Linked DNA regions of Mus musculus: all the other regions are linked to region 2. Evidence: chromatin contacts called from public HiChIP or PLAC-seq data. All regions are on one chromosome and are shown on one strand. The core of a region is the stretch at or near the end of the contact, and the rest is flanking DNA. Distances in the headings are between cores, read along the strand shown. Region 1 overlaps Gm46273 (a long non-coding RNA gene). Region 2 holds the start of Ugp2 (UDP-glucose pyrophosphorylase 2). Region 3 has its middle 12 kb from the start of Gm39608. Region 4 overlaps Gm32293 (a long non-coding RNA gene).

Region 1 (5,061 bases), core at 422-2,921, 460 kb before region 2:
TTATATAGAACCTGTTTTCTCTCTGGTTTCGATTGTCACCATGCAAATGGAAAACAGTTCTGATTGGGTGATGTTTTACTCCAGTGTAGAGTCTACAGTCAAAGTTTTGATTGGCCATTCTCGGGCACACCACTCCTAGAGTCCTCCTCACCTCATTCCCTCACAAATACATGCCAGACTTCCCATCCGTTGCTGCTTCTTGGCACCAGGACTTTACTGTTCAACAACTCACACTGCATGCTTTACCCATGTCTTCTTTGTTACAACGACTGTAGGTGGGAGGTGGGTCAAAGAACTAGTCACTCATCTATTCAGTTAATGAAGCTGAGAGAGACCTTCTCTGTGCCCAGCTCAGTGCTGCCAGCTGGAGATGGAGACATGAGCAATGGGCAAGTAAGTGCTCTGCATTCTGTTCCAGGCACAAAGAACAGCATGTATAAAAGAGATGGCCAGAACCGGGTGCTGGGCATCCCAGCCGGAGAGAGGCTGACGAAGGAGCAGTACACATTTGAAGCCAGACCAGGCTATGGTCTTCACTCTGAATGAGTCCTCAGTTAATAATCCAATACCAAATGATCAGTCCAGAAATCATACACGCAACAGTGAATGGAACCAGCAGGTTGTGTGTGTATGTGTGTGTGTGTGTGTGTGTACATGCACACATCTGTGTATGTGCATGCAGCTGTGTGTGTGTGCATGTATGTACTACACATTTGTGTGCGTGTGTGTGTGTGTGTGTGTGTGTGTGTGTGTGTGAGAGAGAGAGAGAGAGAGAGAGAGAGAGAGAGAGAGAGAGAGGTGGGAGAAGAATAAAGAAAAAGAAGCTCTAAACTTGGGAATGTAAGGGGGTCATGAGAAAGGTTGGAGGGAGAGGACATGAGAGGAGTTGGAGGGAGGAAAGAGAAGGGAGGAATGATGTAATTATATTTTCACTAAAATGAAATTTAAAAAAACTGTAGGATGATAAAGTAAGAGCCATAAGCAGAGAGCAGTGAAAGAAAATAAAAATAAAGGTTAAAACAATATCAAAAGAAAAGACCAATAAACATTTGTGCACAGAAGAAGGCATGGTGGATATAATTCCAACACTCAAGGGGCTAAGGCAAGGGGATTGTGAGTGTGAAACCAGGCTGGGCAAGAGCCTGCCTCAAAATTAGAAACAAGGAATAAGAAACAAGAAAGGAAAGAAATAGATGAAATGTACGTAACATCTGAATGTGTAAAAAGATGGTGATATCTTCATAAGTAACATGTAGACAACCGTGGGCACCTCGGCCTTAACCTCTCAGACTAGCAATTACCTGGGTCTGCAGCTGCAGGTGGCTGTGAAGACACAGGCTTTTCTGTGCCCTGCTGGTGGACACATCAGCACAGCCACTACTCACCTCTAGCAAATAAGAACCATACAGGCCTCCAGGTCCAGCAATCCCTTTTCTTGGAGCTTGTCCGACAAGCATCTGTATGCAAGAGAAGTGCCCATTGCAGCAAAGTTCCCAAGCCATCTGATTCTCATTAACAGAGGACTGGTTGGATAAGCTAAGGACCGGCATCCTATCACCAAGAAGCCAAATCTGGCCCTTTGCCTGGCTTTGTAGCATTTTCCGACCATGAAGAGTTTTAACATGTTGTGGGGAAGAGGGCTGAGCCAGGGTCCCACTCTGTAGCCAGTCTGACCTGAAACTTAAGGTGATTCCCCTGACTCAGCTTCCTGAGTGCAGGGATTACAACAGCATGAGATGCCATGCCCAGATTTTAACATTTTAAAATAGTTTTTAAAAATCAAAAAGAAAATGCTATTTCCATGATTCAAGAGCTTTCTGGAAAATTCTTTCATTGTTCATAAATAAATCTTATTGGAACTTTGTCATGTTCCTTTTTTGCATATTATCTCTGCATTCTTGTATAAGTGGACTGAATACTTTCCACAGAGACTCTCTGACCTCGTGGGTCCTAAAATATTTACTGTCTGATGCATGACAGGGAAAGTTGGCTGGATCAGACTGCATCCATGAGACTGAGTGTTCAGCTATAGAAAGCAGCCAGAGGCTCTTACCGATTGCCATGGGAACGCTCCTACAGTCTATTACTACGTTTTAAAAGAGTTGATATAGGAAGGGGTGTGACTCATATAGCATTTGATCTTGTGAGTGAATGCAAAAGAATATTTTACTTTATTTAGTCTATATTTGATGCATGTAATAATATTCTGGAAGAAAATACAAGCAATTGGTTAATCATGATTATCTTTGCTGGAAGAGATTAGGGAACACAGATCAGAAAAGCAATTGTGTATGTGCTTGTATAGGTGGCCATTACTCAAAAGGGAAAGCAAAACTCATGTTAGTTATGTTTAAACACTAGGTGTACTTATTTTATGCATACGAATGTCTTGCCCACATGTATGTATATGCATCACTGAATTCAGAGGAGGGCATCAGATACCCCTGGAACTAGAGTTACAAACGGTTGTGAGGCATTTTGTGGGTGCTGTGAGTCATTGCCCAGACCTCTGCAAGGGCAGCAATTGTTCTTAACCACGGAGCCATCACCAGCCCTGTACAACTACTTTTTAAAATATGCTGTAGTAGGGAGCATGGGTTTTGATGGCTACAAGGATCTTACTTTGTGGGTGGAATTAATACTGGGCATGTTTGGGAGCCTGATGGGAAAGAACCTCCATGGTGGGCTCAGGAATATATAAAAGATCAATTTGTTAAAAAGAAAATTCTGGAACAGGTATGGGTAGTGGAGGGGGAGGGGTGGTCAGAGGTTGCCTCCGAGGAGAGAACTTGGGAGGCTCGGAACATTCTTGCCAGAGAAGGGAGATCCTTTATTATAAATCTTGCTGCCTGGTTTCTAGAGTTTTATTTTCAGAAGGAAAAGGTCTTCAGCAAAGCTGCACTGCTGGCATGGTCCATGGGGAGAGGGGGTGTGGTTATGGTCCACGGGGAGGGGTGTGGTTATGGTCCATGGGGAGAAGGGGTGTGGTTATGGTCCATGGGGAGAAGGGGTATGGTTATGGTCCATGGGGAGAAGGGGTGTGGTTATGGTCCATGGGGAGGGGGTGTGGTTATGGTCCATGGGGAGGGGGTGTGGTTATGGTCCATGGGGAGGGGTGTGGTTATGGTCCATGGGGAGGGCTGCAGTTTGAAGAGTCAAGAGCACTGGACGCACAGTGCAGTGGAGCAGCTGGTGTGGAATGTGTTTGGCCCTGAGTGTCCTCAGCACCAGTATACAAGAAATAAAAACAGAAAGGGTGTCTGGCAGTGCAGAGGGGCTTAAAACCAGACCCAACCTCCAAGAGTCTAAAGAAGAGAATAGAGAAGCCACCTGTCCCTTGGTAACTTCATTCTGACCTCCCTGGCCAGGCCATGGCATAAACCGTCCCTGCAGTGATCGCAACAGTGGGCGATCAAGGCTAGTAACACTGAACTTGAGAGCATCCCAGGAGCTGCTGTCACCCAGGCTACCTGGTCCACTGTCCTTCATTATACATTGGCCAATGAGATATCTAGAGTGGACATAAGACAGTGATGTCTATCCAAGGCCAACTGGAATGCATGCTGGTCCCTCTTCGACATCTTCCCACCCCTACTGCCCTTTTCCACCTCAGTGTCATTATGGGGAGCTCCCTCTCACCCAAGCTAGAAATTTGATTTCTGGAGTGCAGCTAGGATGTCTTACAACCAATATTTCCCCTTCTTATTCCTATATGATGTACTTGCCTCAACCAACTGCACCCATAGATCTTTGGGGACTTAATGACATCTGCCACCTACAGTGGTCTGCGTGGTGTATACCCCAGCCTAGTATACACTTAAATTGAGGCTTCTTAAAAGTTTTCCACTTGTGACTGCCCTTTCACCTAAAGAATGTTTATGTGGCTGGGTATAGAAATAAATAGAATGGGTAGACAAATCAAGTATTTGCTGATGAGCAATCATAAAGAAAACAATTTACTTTAAAACAATTCTTTGGTATGCATACAATTTTACTGCTTATTAAAATAAGCATTCAAGCAAGTTTGCACGTTACTGAGATGCTTGTTTAGTTTGCATAAAGAATCAAGTCACAGCTGGATACTGGATACTGCAGGGTAAGTTGCTTCTTCAACGTTTTTTTGGAGCTGATTGTTACTTTGATTTTATAATCACCAATACTGAGAATGTCACTTCCCATAAACACATAGAACAAAATGGCAGAAGCACCTTTAGGGCCATTTCAGACACTGTTGGAAATTCTGTCCTAATCCCAAACCAAACAACAGTTCTTGGGGCTGGAGAGATGGCTCAGAAGTTTAGAGCACTGACTGCTCTTCCAGAGGTCCTAAGTTCAATTCCTAGCAACCACATGGTGGCTCACAACCATCTGTAATGGGATCTGATGCCCTCTTCTGGTGTGTGTAAAGACAACTACAGTGTACTCATACACCTAAAATAAATAAATACATCTTAAAAACAACAGTTCTTAAAGCCCAGCATGCTAAGAACAAAATCCCAAGTTTACCTATCTGATACTTGCATCTGAGGAACCCCAGAAGGAAATTCAGAGACTTGTTCTCCATAATTAAACCATTGCGTTCCTGTAAGAGTGGAAGGCCTGTACACACAGTACATACAATCACATGTTTTAGGCAGCATCCTTTGGAATTCTGTGGTGGTGGTGTGCACAGTGCAAGGTGTGCACGATGTATGTTCAGAACCAAGGCTGCAGTGGCCCCACTCAACATGGCACGGATGAGCACTGACAGAAACACTCAGTCATTTTGCATTTCACTGCTGCCAAGTTTTCTGTTCAAACCCTACATTCAGTGTGGCCCATGAGGGATGGGACCCATAGCTTACGAAGCCATAGTTTTGAAGGCTGGGCATCTGAGATAAAGACGTGGTGGGTTCTGTACTGCAGTGGGGCAGGGGTTCTCCCCCAGAAGTTTTCTTATAATGAAGTGACAATGGATAGATTAGTACGAGAAAAGACATAGGAACCTATTAATATGTGTGACGCAGTAACACAGTGCAGGCCTTAATCACACTCGCTTTCCAGGCCTTCTGTGTCAGCCCC
Region 2 (5,483 bases), core at 509-3,008:
ACTGAGTTAAACATATTTGGAGTATCATCTTTTTGTACAAAACTGCCTGCTTAAATCAAATGTGTCGTCTTGAATTGCATCATGGAGATAGGAATCAGACTGAGCTTATAGCTTAGTTAATGCAAACACGTTAATTTCTTCATTTTGACACTTGTGCAGTATTTTGAAAACTGTAGAAGTACTTTAAAATAATGGGCTTTTAAAAAGTGGGTAGCAATGTCCACAGCCACCTGTGTCTTCTCGATTTAGAAACCTCTAGCTTCATGTCAACTGTAACACCAACTTCAAACATAATGGCAAAATGACATTTCTGAGCTTAGTGCTGAAGGCAGACAGGCATAACGGTCCCATCTGTTTCCATAATAATGAAGGCAGATTCCTTTAATCTAATATGAAAAACTTAAGAGTTAGTAAAGTGGGGCATAAGCCTGTATGGCATTTTCATTTCCAGGGTCAAATGATGGACATCCCTAGCATAACTTTAAAAGGAAAGGGGAAAGGTGCATGGACAGTCACTGAGGATCACGTGAAGCGGTTGCAAACTTTACTGCATGTATTAAGCAAGATGGCTGAAGCTTTCACACACTGGGGTCTGGAAGGAAAGGCTTCTTATAGGCAAACTCTATACAGTTTTGTGACAGAAGTTTAAGGCAGCACCCAATTGCAATACTACAGCTTGGTTGAGGGGTATTTGCTAAATGCATTATTTACACATATACAGATTTGAATGGTAATTTTCAAATTTAAAGAAAGCATAATCTTTCTATATTAAAAAAGAAAAAGCTAAGAGCACTGCAGCAAAGTCATTTCTCTGACTGGTATGACCTCCAGTGTCTACAAACTACTGATTTCGCAATAAATTACTCTGAGACTCAATCCACGTACACACAGAAAAGAAGTGGAGAGCTTCCTACTAGTCTTGACAAACGCATCTGCCTGTCCCTAGCCCTCTGGGTTTCCTTGTCCCACAAAGATAACTAACTTATCATCGAGTGCAAGAAGGGAACAAGAATTAATCAGCAGTCAAAAATCCTGTTTTGATTTTTACAATTACTATCCACGATGTCAGAATACTATTAAAACTGATTTTAGAAGGTAGAAATAACCCCTGCAGGGCGCAGAGGCATACAAACACGTATATGAAATGCCAACCCAATAAGTGGCGCAAAGCAGCTTAAATACCAATTTAACCAAAAAGGTCTGGCAAACGGTATCACAAATGAACACTTCCAGTTACAAACTACCCACTTACTTAGAGACTACCAATATTCAAAATCGGACGAAGCAGCCAAGAGACAGAAAGCAAAATGTCTTACCTTGTACAAATCTCGACATTTTAGGATCTTATTAAAATAATCTGGCTTATAATTTTCAATTTCTAGAATCTACGTTGTAAGGAAGGTCTCTCTCCCTTCCCTGCAACCGAAGTGTTCTTTCTCCTCCGATGTTTAACTACTTAAAGAAGAATTCGGGGGGAAAAAAAATCAAAACTAGTCTTTAAAAAGAAAAATCCTGAAGACGGAAAACTTGGTGGGACCGACTCAGCTTGGGAGGGAACTCCAGGCTACTCAGCGATCCCGACACCAACAGGGGACGACTGGAGACTCCGGAAAAGGTAAAACCAGACGAACTTAAATTTCATCAATGGAGAGGCGGACCTAGAGCCGCTTCACCGCCCTCCGGTCTCCACGCCCTCTAGGGCAGGACTGCCGCAGGCCCCCGGCCGCACCCCGAGGCCCCTCGCCGGCGGCCGTCCAGCGGCGAGCTGCTGGCGCCCCGTGTAGATCGGGAGGCGGGGAGGCCGGCGAAGGGGCAACGCAACCTTTTCTCCAGCCCATAAATAGCCGGGACTCGGAGATGCTGCGAATTCCGCACTCGGGCAGACAGCTGCCCGCGGCCTCCACTGGCCGCCCTCCCCTACGCAGCCGCTCCACACCAGGGCCCGGCTCGCCCCCTCCCTGCCCCCCGGGCCTGGCCGCCCAGACCCCCCGGGAGGCCTGGCCCTCCCTGACACGCCCTCGCCCGCCCGCCCGCCCGCCCCCTACTCTTCCACGCCCCACTGTCGGCCCCCGGCCACGCCTTTCGGAGCAGGACCCCACAAGGAGGTCGCTCGGAGCCCGGCCCGCCCCTTAAGCGACACCCACCTTCCTATTCCCTCGAGGGCTGAGAAGTTGGGGGCCTGGAATCAGGTCTCGCACGCTGCACGAGCGTGGCCGAGGCGACCTCCCCTCCGCTCCCGTCACACGCAAACACCTGGAGCCTGGCGCCAGCGTGCGCAGCCCCTGACCCTCCAGCCCGCCGCCTCCGGACACCGGAGCCCCCACTTTCGCCACACACCTCCCCTCCCCCTCCTTCCCCCCTCCCAATGCGGAAATGTCCCTACTGCTCAGAGCGACAGGCACAGCCGCCAGTCCGGAGCCGAAGTTTGCCTAAGGACCTGGCCAATGAGACACGCGGAGGTGGCAGGGGGCGGGGCGTTCGAGGCCCGAGGGAGGCGGGCGCAGAAGCGAAGGCGGGAATCCCACGCGTGGGAGCTGCACAGGCAGCAGCACGGTGCCAAGCACGTCTGTCTCTGCTTGCTGTTTGCAGATGCCACGAGCGTGTGAGAAAACCGAAGCGTGTGCTTGTGTTTGCACTCCACCAGAATTTGCCCGTTGAGGAAACCTTGAACTCCCCTTCCTCAGGGACACCAGGCTCTTCTCAAGAGGACCCAAAGGCTCTGCCACCAATTAGGGTTTGAGGAGGGTTAAGGCAACCTTTTCAGAATCAAGTAAAGGGATGGGATGTGTGTGGCTCACCAACAGGAGGAGGGCCTGGGGGCGTCGAAGGGAATGCCAAATAAAGGCTCTCCAGAAAGAGCCATCACTATTCGCCTTGCCTCGAATCCCACTCCTGGGCACGTTTGTGCTGGAATTGGGCGTTTACTTTTCTAGCCAAAGTGAAAATGACTTATTATCCTTAAGATGCTGATGATAGATCTTGAAGTCTCCAAAAGAAAGATGAAGTTAAAAGCCAGAACGTTGGCACCCGTCTGGGGACTCCCTGAGGTGTGCCCAATCACAGCTAGTCTTGCCAACCATTTAAGCCTGTAAGACTGCCTGTCTTCTTTAACATTCTCGCGTTACCCTACTTGGTTTGTCAGTTCTGTAACCAAGCACTTCCAGAAGGGTTTGAAATGTACAACATTATTCAGCCAAGGTAAATGAGAATTTCTAAATTATTCTCTAGAAAAGAGAGAGCTTTCATTATTCAGTCCTTTGGGTTCATATGGAAATGTTATTAAACAACACAGGAAAAGATAGTGTTCATGTTGCTTATGTAGAATCCAAAAACCTTAGGCATCCAAATATCTCAGCTAAGAAAATAACTTTCTCCAAATGAAAAAAATTTCTAAAATAACAAATGACGTCAGTTTAATAACGACACTTGCTCTGGAGTTTTTGCTTAGACTCTACATCCTCTCTGAACAGTAGAGAAATTGTTCCAGCAGTGAATGAACTATATTTATCAGTCAGTGTAAGCACTAAAACAGAACCAAAGACCTGGGGCTCCTCATGTAAGTCAGCCTGCAAAAACTTACGTGCAACAAGGAATCTTTAACTTTCCCAGGCTTATTATATAATAGAATGGCCAGTTATTTTTGACTTCCACAGAAGATTAACAAGGGGAGAAACGATCTTTAAATCTAGCAAAAACATTTGGTAGTTCCTAAGAATTGGCATCTTGATTTATGATTGAGTAACTACTGACACAAAGGACACAAAGAATGTTGGGCATTCACTACTTTAAAACAAGTCCCCAGAAAGTAAACCATTACCCATCTTCCGTGGTTAACTTTATAGTGAGGGGCTGACTCTTGGCCAGAAGCACCAGAGAAACCACATTTCTAAATGCTATGTTTATATAGTGCCTTGCAAATGAAATTTCTTTAGAGAGGGGCTTGAATTTAAATTCCAGATCTTCAGATAGAGTATCTCACTCCTTAAGAATGAGGAAAATAGCTCAGCTGACAAATCACGGGATAGGGATGTAAAACCTGAGGCTCTTCAGGACCATAAACCAATTGTTTGTTTCTCTCTTTACATTCAGCTCTCTCTCTCTCTCTCTCTCTCTCTCTCTCTCTCTCTCTCTCTCTCACACACACACACACACACACACACACCTGGGGGTGGGGATAGCCATGGGATGGGGTCGGAATGGGGAGTCTCTTCTGTTTGATTTTTTTCTTTTAAGAATTTTTATTTTACGTGTATTGAGTGCGCCATGTTTGTGTCTGGTGCCTGTAGAGGCCAGAAGAGGTCATGGGATCCCCTAGACCTGGAATTAAAGAAGGTTATGAATCACTCTGTGCTAGGAACCCAACCAAGGTACTCTGTAAGAGCTAGTGCTCTTAACTACTAAGGCATCTCTGCAGACCCTGACCACTTTTCCCCCAAGTCAGATTACAGATAAAGAGGTCAGGTGAGGTAACAAACAGAATAGACACCTGGACGCCAGTTTCTGGTGAGCTGTGCTGTCCCCCAAGGGCCACAGAAGTCCTGCCTCTAATTTACTTCAGTCCATCTTCCTACTTCCCCATAGGAAAACAGAAAAACACACAAAACAAAGCAAAACTTTGTTTTAACTGGTCTTATGCCTTGTGAGCAAACCCACAGCCTCAGCCATGCTACTTAAGAACCCTGCCACTAGCCTCAGCCATAGCTCCTATACAATAACACTCTAACAACAACAAACCCAATGCCTGCTTCCTTGTTTTTGAGCATAATCTTTGCTGCCTCTTTAGATGTAGTGTTTGTCAGTATTTGCTACATGGAAAATATTCCATAAGTGTGTATTGAGTGATAGATTTGGTGTTGTTACATCTTTTCATTCACAGTATTGTATCCTGGTCTCTACTATACAAGAACCGTTAATTCATATTTAGAAGTAATGACTCTTAGTTTCTATGCTTTTCATCTAGAATATGAATGTGGGACGAAGTATGTAAGAGCAGCAAATACAACATCTTGATGATTTAATAAGCTGTATTAGCTGCTTACCATGAGCATTATCTAATAAGGGATATTAAGGTGAGGTTTTGTTGTTTTTAGTTGTTTGGGATTTTTTTTTTCTTGGTAATGGGGATTAAACCCATTGCCTGGCACACGATAGGCAAGCGCTCCATAATGGAGCAATATCCTCAGCCCTCAGGGTAATTTAGAAATTGTTAAAGTATTAAATAAGTATAAGATAAGCAGAGTGCGTGGTCTATTTTTATTTATTTTTGTCATTCCTTCCTTGTGCTCTTTATTAAAAAAAAAAAAACTAATGCAGCACAGTTTGTTATAAAGAAAACATGTTATAAAGAAAAATTCTATGTCATGCCTGAAGACTTGAGCCAAGAGTCTAGGCAACAATTAACCGCTGGACTCCTGCCTACACTCAATACTGGCTCCAGTCTATTCATCTGAGTCTTCGGCACCCACAGGAAAGAGGACAGGGGA
Region 3 (4,973 bases), core at 2,196-4,695, 480 kb before region 2:
AGTGGGGATACTGAGGGTGAGAGGTGATGGTGGCTATAGTGGTGGTGGTGTGGTGGCTATAGTAGTGGTGTAGCAGCTTTGGTGATGGTGATGGTAAAGGTGATTATGGTGGTAGTAGGGGGTCTGGTGGGAAAAGGTGGGGGTGGCAAACAGAAGCCATGGAGAAACATTGCTTACTGGATTGTTCACTGGATCCTACTCAGCTAGCTTTACTATACAGTCCAGCACCTGCCTAGGCATAGTGCTGCCCACAGTGGGCTGGGTTCTCCCACACCAGTTAACCATTAATCATTATAGCCTCTCACAAGCAAGGTGACAGACCAGTCTGATCTGGCAAAATTTTCAGCTAAGTTTCCCTCTTACAGGCTGTGTCAAATAAGATAATAAAAATTAACCAGGACACTCTCACATGAGCTAATATAGGAATCCTGCCCTGCTCCCCCATGCTCCTGTAGAAACCCCTCCCCCGTGCTCCAGTGAGAACGTCTAACCCATTCTCTGTAGGAACCCCTCACCTGCTTCCCTGTAGGAACCTCTCACCAGCTTCCCTGTTAAAACCCCTTACCTGCTTCCTTGCAGGAATCTCCTACCTTTTCCCCTGTAGGAACCCATCACTGTGCTCCAGGAAGCAAACCCTGTTAACTCACTTGTCCACCGACATGGGTGGCACTGACTGGACATGGGTGGCACTGTTTCCTTGCTCTGGATGCTGCCCTGTCTGGGGTAAATAGATGCTGCTACACCTCCTCTGGAAAAGTGAACCTAACCCTGGGGTTCCAGAAGAGAGAAAAAGAAAGATGACATCCTGTTTCATGGCAACCAGCCATCTCAGTGCAAAGTCCCTCAAATTATACACCCAGCCCCTTCCTTACTGAGCTCCAGGATCTTATGTCCAACTCTAGTAGGCTGAGCTGCCTGGGTGTCTGATGGTCAGCTGAAACACAGCATGTGGGGAATATACACCTCTCACTCCTAGTGTGCTTCCTGCTTGTCCCCAAAGCTGCACCTCCTGGTCTCTTCACTTCAGTCAGTGCTCAGACCAAGCTATAGAGTTGTCCTTCATTTCTTTACATGCTTGATTGAGGGTAAAGCTTTGAGCTTCTATTCCCTGATGACTATATTTCATTGATCCTAAGACAGATTTCCCCTATATAATAGTAGTTTAATTAGTTAATTTCCTTACTGAAAGTGGGTAGTACTAGATCTCCTTCACCAGCATCATAATCCAGGCTAGCATCTTTAACCCTCACCACAGCAGTGGCTGGATGACTTCTTATTCCACAGGGTCAGAGATCTCTTTCTCTACAGTGAGCTGTAAGGCATCATCAGCTCCCCATGCTATTCATAACATCTTACTCTTCCTCATGGAATATGCATCCCTATATGATCTAGGCTTCTTATTCCCTGATCTTCCTCCAGACTCCTGTCATCTGTTGTGTTCCAGCCAAGTTCTGGAGCCTTCTTAACCATATTCAGAATATATCAAGCATATTCCTACCACAGGGCCTTTGGCAATATCTTCTTTTCGGTCATCTCTTCCCTGTGTTCAGACTTTTGTTCAAATATGACCCCCTAGAGATTCCACCAACTATGTTTGCTTACTTTTAGTTTTCTTTCTCTCTTCCCCCTTTCCTCCTCATCCTCCTTGTCTTCTTTTGCTATTTTGAAACTGTGTGGCCCTGCTGAGCCTGGAACTGGCTTTGAACTTGTGATCCTCCATCCTTCACACCTACAGTATTAAGCTTATAGATAATGTGAGTCATTCTCAACCCATTTATTTGCTTTATCTGAAATCATGTGGCTTATGTGATTGCTGTTCTTCATTCTACCCCTACCACCACCACTATGGTGCCAATTCATTGAGAGGACGGCACTTGCCTAGGTCACCCAGCTTCTAACAGATAGCATGTGTTCAGTGTATGCTTGTTGAGTCTGAATGAATGAATGAATGAATGAATGAATGAATTGAAGTGGAAATTTTGAGTTTCTTTTGTGTCATGTGATGTTTTTCTGAAAACTTTCTTATGAGAGTATATTTTGCTGAACCAGACATGTGAGAAGATGTTTTGCTGAGAAGCTGCCTGGGAAAAGGGCATGTGACATTTTGCTGGAGTAGACACTTGAGAGGACACATGATGTTTGGAAAGGGTATACATATAACCCAACAGGCAGTAGATGATGCTGTGTGGTGTTGGTTCGCCTTGCCTTCTTTATTAATTATTGTTTGTCATGACTTTGTAGAGAGGAATGTACCAAAAACTTCTTGTGATATTCCAGCAGCCTCTTGCCACTTCCTCAGATCTAGGGCCAATTGGCAGAGCCTTGTGGTTTCTACTGAACCAAGCTGCCATTGCTGGTGTTTGCAAGTGGATCAAGCTACTGCTGCTGATTCCTGTGAACTGAACTGCTGGTATCCTGACAGTAAAGATTGGAATCGCCCCAAGACAATTTCTAAACAGGTCTACATCCCCCTTTTGCCCTACTAACCTGTCCTTTCCACTGCCTCTGGTGGGTGGTGGACTAGAAAGGAGGTTAAAGCATTTAAGAACTCTGATTAAAGTAGGTTTTGAAAAATCTAAGCTTACAATGAATAAATGAACACTTGAAGTACTCATGAGAAGGCTGGAGAATACTACCCCCAGGGCAGCTCTGCACTCTTGCTTTTCTGCCCTTCTGCAGGAAGAAGAGACCATTGTCTCCACCGCCCCTGCTGGGTGGGAATACAGAAGACTCATGGGTTGTTTGAATTTCACTCTGAGGTCAGCTTAATGACTTATCTATTTGTTCTTACCCCACCTCATTCCTTAAAGGATTAGATGTGGATCATAGTGCATTAGTGAAACACAAAGATAGAATATCATTAGGTGAGGGAAAGGGCCAATCAGGATAGATTGCCCAGAATTCAAAGTCACCTATGCCTGACATGTTTGCTTGACACTCAGTTTGCAGGCAGCCCAAAGTAGAAGACACAAAACTTCCTGTGAAACTGGATGAAGGAGAGTGGGACTGTGGCTGTGGGCAGTTACTGTGTCTCTCCAGACGGCTGGGTGTGGACCCAGTCTTATGGCATATTGGTGCAAAGAGTGGGGGAGGGTCAGAAGGAAGTCTGGAGGACTTGCTTTGAGAATCTAACGCCAAGTGGCTATATTTCTTATTGTATCCTGTTCTTCACACTGGACCAGTTGATGACAGTCCCCCCTCACCTTCCTATGGGAGCTCCGTCATACTCTCCGCTTACCAGGTCAGTTGGAGACACTCTCGCTGTTTGGTTTTGTTTGGTTTTCATGTGTCTGACCTAATCTCCTGCTGAGGTCCCCACTCAACTCCAGTTGACTCATCACTTGTGAACATGGCAGGCAGTGAGAGCCCAGTTCATATTCGGGCCCTTTACACACAGACAGCCATTGTTCCAGGAGTGGAGTTACTCACCAGGGCCTGCTGAGGTGGCATATCTGGAAAGGTGGATTTGGCATTCAGCCATCAGGTGGCTGTGCCAGCTTTGTTCCCTGGACTCTGGCTTACTTTAGCTGCCCCTCCCAACCAGGGATGCCACACCAAACAAGGATCCCACCCCTTAAAAAGCCAGTCATCTCTTTCCAGCAAGGAGGGGGAGCCCAGCTGTCAGAATACTCTGTATTTCTACTTCATAGAAATCTCAAGATGTTAATAAAACAGATAGAAGTGTGTGTGGGTGTAGGTGTGTGTGGGGGGTGTCAAAGCTTTGGGTATACATGGTGTTGACTAGATTCTCACTGGTACAGGGTGAGATGGTACCAGTGACAGTGGGTACCCTGTGACCTATGTGCTTCCCAACAACATGACAGTCAAGGAAATCCCCTCACATCTTTGACAGGATCTAGTTTGTTGTATTGTTTCCTGGGAGTGGCCTTGCTCATCTCTTTGAAGGTTTTAGAGGTCATGGTCTCCCAGGCTGTTCTCAAGCCTTTCGGGATAAGGGGTTCTGAGGCATGAATAGGATCTATTTTTCTGAATCTTCCTTTGGGCCCTCTCCTAGAGTCCTGGGTGGTGGGAGTGTTTGAAAGGCAAGGGGACAGGACACATAGAAGGATATCCCAGTCCATGCTCAGTTAGAATGTGGTGATGTCTCATGATGTCAGCTGAGTATGGCAAGCATGGAATCCCAGCACTTGGGAGCCAGAGGCAGAATCAAGAATTCGGGGTCATCCTCAGTTACACAGTGAGTTTGAAGCCAGCTTGGGCTACATGTCTCAAAACAGAACAAAATACCTGCGCACACACACACACACACACACACACACACACCCCAAACAACCACCACCAACGCCTGACCATGTTTTCGGAACACCATGACTACAGACTAGGTGAAACTAAAAGAAAAGACAAAAATCAAAAGACTTTAGGAGGGCAAGGTGAGTTAAAGAGATGACTCGATAGTTAAGAGCCATTGCTGCTCTTGTACAGGGCCAAGGTTCGGTTCTAGTACCCACTTGGCAGCTCACAACCATTTGTAACTCCAGTTCCAGGGGATCCAATGCCCTCTTCTAGCCTCCATGAGGACCAGGTATGCATGTAGTACACAAACATACATGCAGGCAAAACATTCAGACACATAACGTTGTGGGGAAAATTAAAGATATTTTCAGGGCTAGAAAGATGGTTAGGGATTAAGAGCACTTGTTGCTCTTCGAGAGGATCCAAGTTCAATTCTCAGCAGCCACATGATGGCTTACAGCTATCTGTAACTCCAGATCCATGGAATTAAGTGTCCCCTTCTAGCGTCTGCTGGGTACCATGCAGACATGCACATGGTATACAAGCAAAACATCTATGCATATAAAACAATAGGAGTAAAACACTTCAAAACTGTGTTTTCTCTGTTTTGCCATAAAATTCCCACAAGAAAACAAATGGCAGCTCACTTTCAGTGATGCTCAGAACAATGTCTGAGGGGTTGATGGGTAGCACACAGCTGGGCTGGCCAGCATGAAAGA
Region 4 (4,964 bases), core at 328-2,827, 440 kb before region 2:
GGTGTGACTCTCCCTGCTCCATCCACAAAGCCAGTCATCTACTGGTGTGACTCTCCCTGCCCCATCCACAAAGCCAATCTGCTGGCTTTGGACTATTCACAGGAGCACAAAACAAGAACAGCACTGGTAACTGCTTCACAGAAACTATGGCCTCACTCTGACACTTAGCTTCAATCTGCTTGCTCAAGGCATTTTCCACAGAGCTGTCTCCCAAGCTAGCCAAGGGGGAACATTTTTACTCAGGCCCCACCCTGAGGAGGAGCAAAGCAAAGTCAGTGAACAGAACTGTCCTGATGCACACATTAAACCCAGAAATAGACCAAGAATTGCAGGGATCCATGCAGGTCCTCTTGGCATCCTTTCTTCAAGCTCTACTGTGAGTCTGCCATGGAGGACCATTACTTTGCTGACCTGATCATCTGCCAGCTACTTGACCAATCACATTACTTCATAGTGGGTGGAAGCGTCCAGTTGGCCAGGAGCCCTCCAAAGCTAAAACAAGTCTACTTTCTACTATGTTGAGCTTTTAGGCTCTGGGTAGCATTTTAATATACCTGAGCCCCAAAGGACACCCTTAAAATAGGGACAATGTAGACAGTAGACATGACATGTGGATTAGCTATTTCTTGCATAAAATGAAAAATGTCCAAGTCTATTTTTCCCCTTTCTGGGCAGCTGACCTAAACAAGTGAGGGTGCTATAAATGTCTTTCAAGACTTGACTTGTAGAATTTAATTATAAGTAAGATGACCAAATAGTGTTTTTGAACTGTGCCTTTATCCCAAAGTGCTCAGAGTCCTCTCAGCTGCTAGCTTGTATCGGGTGCTTTCTTTGTTCTGAAGTCCCCTTGGGCACCTGAGCCTTGGGTATCAGGGTGTGTGGGTGTTACCTGAGGGAGGAGCTTTCCCAGTTGGCTTTGGCAAGGCCTCTGTTGGCTGGGCCTTGACTCAGAGGCCTTTTCACATGGCTGTGCTGGCTCCACCTGGTGCCTTCCTGCCAAAAGCCTGTCCACTGCTGTCATCTTACTCCCAGACTCCCAGGTGCCCTTGAGTGAAGTCAGCATCCTGCCAGTCGGGAGAGGGCCCCCTCCCTGCAGGTGCTCTGCACCTGAGCCTGCCCTCAGCAGACTCTCCACCCCCAGTGTTCCTGATCCAGGGCAGGACAGGCTCAGACTTGTTCATGAGTCTGCTTTGCTGTGCTAAATCACACAAGAGGTTCTGTGTGGTCTCCGGGTCCCTTTAAGATTAAATTTCTGATTCCACAGAAAAGAACTTGGGGATTGAACCTAGGATCTTGTACATGGAAGGCAAGTTCTCTATCATTGAGCAACATCTTCCTAGACTTTTGAGTTAAAAAATTTGAGACAGAATCTTGCTAAACCGCTGGTTTGGAACTTGTGATCTGTCTGCTTTGGCCTCCCTGATAGCTGGATTTCAGGTCTGTGGCACCGGGCCCCCCATAAAATAGATTTTAAGGTGAGGCCTCCCATTCCAGTTCAGACTGTGGCAGACAGCATGATTGTGTCCCTTTCCCTTTTCTCCCTTCATTGGCCTGCTAACTCCAGTGCCTAGCACTTACATACCCCCTCCCCCAGTAACAGAAAGAGGAAGGAAAACTGGAGAAGAATACAGCCTTGTTGGGAAATATTGCTCTTCTTGTTATGATCTTGACCGTCTCACGGCTTCAAAAGGACTACGGTTCCATGTGAGGTTTATTGGGAGAGAAAGAGAGAAGGGCAAGGTGGTAGCAGAAAGAGAAGGGGAAAAGAGAAAGGGAGAGATCGGGGGGGGGGGCTTTCTTTATATATGGGTGATGTTGTAATCATGGGTAAAGGTGGGAGTTGAGCCAAGTGGATTCTGGGAAAATAGTGGCTGTTGCCTTGGCAATAGGTGTTTGGGTTCTGCCTATGGGATGTCATGGGTTTCGGTGGTCCTGATACCAACACTTCTTCAGAGTCACCCTCCTCCTCCCCATTGTCATTAGGCTCTGCCACTCATGGGATCCAGATAGGAGTCAATCCCTCTAAGTTATCCTCCTCATTGTCATTAGGCTCTATCACTCATGGAACCCAGATAGGAGTCAATCCCTCTAAGTTACATTGGGTGTTTCTTAGATTTTTGGAAATCTAGCAACATCTCTGCTGATTTACAATCAAGGTGACTCAGGAGGTCCCCCATCCAAGTTCCCCATGTGGCATACAAAGCCTCCTGCCATTGGTCCTTCTTGCCAGCTCAGCCCTCTCTTCTCACTGTGTCATCAAGGTCACAAGATTTGTTAGGCTACCCAGACTGGTCCTGTTCTCTAGAACCCAATTTGAAGGCCACCTACCTACGTTAGGCTCTTTCCTATTGCTAGGGGAAGGAGTGCCCCTTCATTCTCCACCTTTGAATGGAAGATGCCTTCATGCCTTGAGCTTTCTTCAAAACTCCTAACACACATATACACTAGAGAGTTATTCAGCCATAAAGAACAAAACGAAGTCATTTGCATAATTGTGGAGGAACTGGACATCATGTTAAGTAAAACAAGCCACAGTCAGAAAGCTAAATATCGCACGTTTGTTCTCACACATGCAACAGAGATTGTGAAACATGCAAATGGCAGAGTAGAAGGGGGACTGTTTAGGATGGTGCCCTCATGGAAATGTCACTGTGGACTTCATTATTTTGCATGCTAATAAAAAACTTAATGATAAAACAAGCAGATTAAATTTTCATGTATGAATTATTTCTTAGTATTTTGTTACTTATTGACAATTTTGTATTCAGTTGTCATAAAATCTATATTTTTAATAAAATCACATTTTTCACTTTTAACATTAAAATTTTAATTTACCTAGAATTATTTTTTTTGGCACATGTGTAAAGAGAATCCAATTCATCTCGCATATCTTTCCCTTTCTCATTTTGGTGTGACTAAACGAGATTCCCCAGCTTTCTAACTCCCTGTGTTCTTATATATAACCTTTTACTTATTCTATGACTTTACATCTAAACTCACTTCTAACCCACTGATCTCTGTTTATTTGTTGGCCTTTTACTACCCTATGTCTCAATTGTGATCACCTCCTAGTGATGAGTAACTCCCCATAGCACTTCATAGTGATGGGTAACTCCTCATAGCGCCTCATAGTCATCAGTAACTCCTCATAGCACTTCATAGTGATAGGCAACTCCTCATACCCCTGCACAGTGATGGGTAACTCCCCATAGTTCCTCATAGTGATGGGTAACTCCCCACAGCACTTCATAGTGATGGGTACCTCCTCATAGTGATGGGTAACCCCTCATAGTGATGGGTAACCCCTCATAGTGATGGGTAGCTCCCCAAAGCTATGGTAACTCCCCACAGTAGCTCACAGTGATAGGTAACTCCTCATAGCACTTCATAGTGATAGGTAACTCTCCATAGTTCCTCATAGTGATGGGTAACTCCTCATAGTGATGGGTAACTCCTCATAGTGATGGGTAACTCCTTATAGTGATGGGTAAATCCCCATAGCACCTCATAGTGATGGATAGCCCCTCATAGCATTTCATAGTGATAGGTCACTCCTCATAGCACCTCATAGTGATGGGTAACTTCTCATAGCACTTCATAGTGATAGGCAACTCCTCATAGTTCCACATAGTGATGGGTAACTCCCCATAGCTCCTCATAGTGATGGGTAACTCCTCATAGTGATGGGTAACTCCTCATAGTGATGGGTAACTCCTCATAGTGATGGGTAACTCCTCATAGTGATGGGTAGCTCCTCATAGTGATGGGTAACTCCTTATAGTTCCTCATAGCAATGGGTAACTACCCACAGCACTTCATAGTGATGGGTAACTCCTCATAGCTCCTCATAGTGATGGGTAGCTCCTCATAGTGATAGGTAACGCCTCATAGTGATGGGTAGTTCCTCATAGTGATGGGTAGCTCCTCATAGTGATGGGTAACTCCTTATAGTTCCTCATAGCAATGGGTAACTACCCACAGCACTTCATAGTGATGGGTAACTCCTCATAGCTCCTCATAGTGATGGGTAGCTCCTCATAGTGATAGGTAACTCCTCATAGTGATGGGTAGTTCCTCATAGTGATGGGTAGCTCCTCATAGTGATGGGTCACTCCTCATAGTGATGGGTAGCTCCTCATAGTGATGGGTCACTCCTCATAGTGATGGGTAGCTCCTCATAGTGATGGGTCACTCCTCATAGTGATGGGTAGCTCCTCATAGTGATGGGTAGCTCCCTTTCCCCCTAACCCTGAAAGACCCTTTCTTGCTCTTGTCTACATTTTGTACAATGCCGATGTTTTTCTGCACAATATTCACAAAATCCTCCTGAGAGACTTTGATCTCATGATTTTGGGTCTTCTCATTTTAAAATATAACTTTTAAAAAGCCAGTCTTTCTCCGTGCTATACTTTAGTATCCGCAAAAGACTGGACCCAGGCCCCTACATGTATAAGAATCTGTGGTTGTTGGATCTCTTATATAAAATTGGCCAGTTTTGCACATTATCTATGAGTATTTTCCTTTATGCTTCAAGCCATTTCTATACTGCACCCAATATGTAAATTCTATGTAAATAATTGTATGATAATTCATAAGGAGTAGTGGCAAGGAAAACATCTCTCTACTGTTCAACACAGACACAACCATCTTGGACCTACTACATCCTGCATGCCAACAATTAAGTAAATTTTTTCAAGTATTTTCAATCCTCAGTTGATATGAATCTGTAGATGCAAATGCCATTGACAGAGTGAGCTGACTAGTACCACAGTGTAGAATCAACCTTTTACAGATAATGTGTATTCAGATTTGCTTTTAGAGACTGGGTTACTGGTTAGCCAAGGATAGCCTGGACTCACTCTATATCCCAGGCTGTCCCTGAACCTATGGTAATTCCCTTGCCTCAGCACCCAAAATGTTAGGATTACAGGAAACACCATACCTAGCTCAATTTACAACTTGCC

Evidence for each region. HiChIP or PLAC-seq counts read pairs in DNA pulled down with a chosen protein or histone mark.
Region 1: a contact with region 2 is called in a CTCF HiChIP or PLAC-seq map of the NIH/3T3 cell line, with 7 read pairs. The contact joins the enhancer-like site here to the promoter of Ugp2 in region 2. A contact is called at or near these places in 6 of 39 promoter capture datasets (the 3T3-L1 cell line, the C10 cell line, HPC-7-derived erythroid cells and 2 more), 2 of 15 datasets of contacts at CTCF or cohesin (the NIH/3T3 cell line and pro-B cells), 2 of 484 Hi-C or Micro-C datasets (the N1E-115 cell line and cortical neurons), 7 of 115 datasets of contacts at active chromatin or transcription factors (astrocytes, bone marrow-derived macrophages, cardiomyocytes and 4 more) and 2 of 9 other capture datasets (adipose tissue and liver).
Region 3: a FOXA1 HiChIP or PLAC-seq map of pancreatic cancer cells shows a contact between it and region 2. The contact joins the enhancer-like site here to the promoter of Ugp2 in region 2. A contact is called at or near these places in 1 of 15 datasets of contacts at CTCF or cohesin (the NIH/3T3 cell line), 2 of 115 datasets of contacts at active chromatin or transcription factors (embryonic stem cells and pancreatic cancer cells) and 1 of 9 other capture datasets (embryonic stem cells).
Region 4: a contact with region 2 is called in an H3K4me3 HiChIP or PLAC-seq map of bone marrow-derived macrophages, with 2.8 times the contacts expected there. The contact joins the enhancer-like site here to the promoter of Ugp2 in region 2. A contact is called at or near these places in 1 of 39 promoter capture datasets (embryonic stem cells), 1 of 484 Hi-C or Micro-C datasets (cerebral cortex), 3 of 115 datasets of contacts at active chromatin or transcription factors (bone marrow-derived macrophages, embryonic stem cells and stem cell-derived neural progenitor cells) and 1 of 9 other capture datasets (liver).

Annotation. Positions count from the first base shown.
Region 1 is chr11:20,906,645-20,911,705 of GRCm38.p6, forward strand. It overlaps Gm46273 (a long non-coding RNA gene), which reads right to left. Exons shown (of 2, transcript XR_001780166.2): 2 at 4,957-5,061. Among named protein-coding and RNA genes, the nearest start is that of Gm32293, 8.1 kb to the right of the region's middle. Within about 2 kb of position 1,672, at least 27 of the 459 cell types and tissues checked have an H3K27ac peak or open chromatin away from gene starts, as enhancers often do. A contact at or near this core is called in the NIH/3T3 cell line, where this site is marked.
Region 2 is chr11:21,368,871-21,374,353 of GRCm38.p6, forward strand. Ugp2 (UDP-glucose pyrophosphorylase 2) reads right to left here and starts at 1,759. Exons shown (of 10, transcript NM_139297.6): 1 at 1,317-1,759. The coding sequence starts at 1,335.
Region 3 is chr11:20,883,811-20,888,783 of GRCm38.p6, forward strand. No RefSeq gene overlaps it. Among named protein-coding and RNA genes, the nearest start is that of Gm39608, 12 kb to the right of the region's middle. Within about 2 kb of position 3,446, at least 32 of the 459 cell types and tissues checked have an H3K27ac peak or open chromatin away from gene starts, as enhancers often do. A contact at or near this core is called in pancreatic cancer cells, where this site is marked.
Region 4 is chr11:20,929,209-20,934,172 of GRCm38.p6, forward strand. All of the region lies in intron 1 of Gm32293 (a long non-coding RNA gene), which reads left to right. Among named protein-coding and RNA genes, the nearest start is that of Gm46273, 14 kb to the left of the region's middle. Within about 2 kb of position 1,578, at least 20 of the 459 cell types and tissues checked have an H3K27ac peak or open chromatin away from gene starts, as enhancers often do. A contact at or near this core is called in bone marrow-derived macrophages, where this site is marked.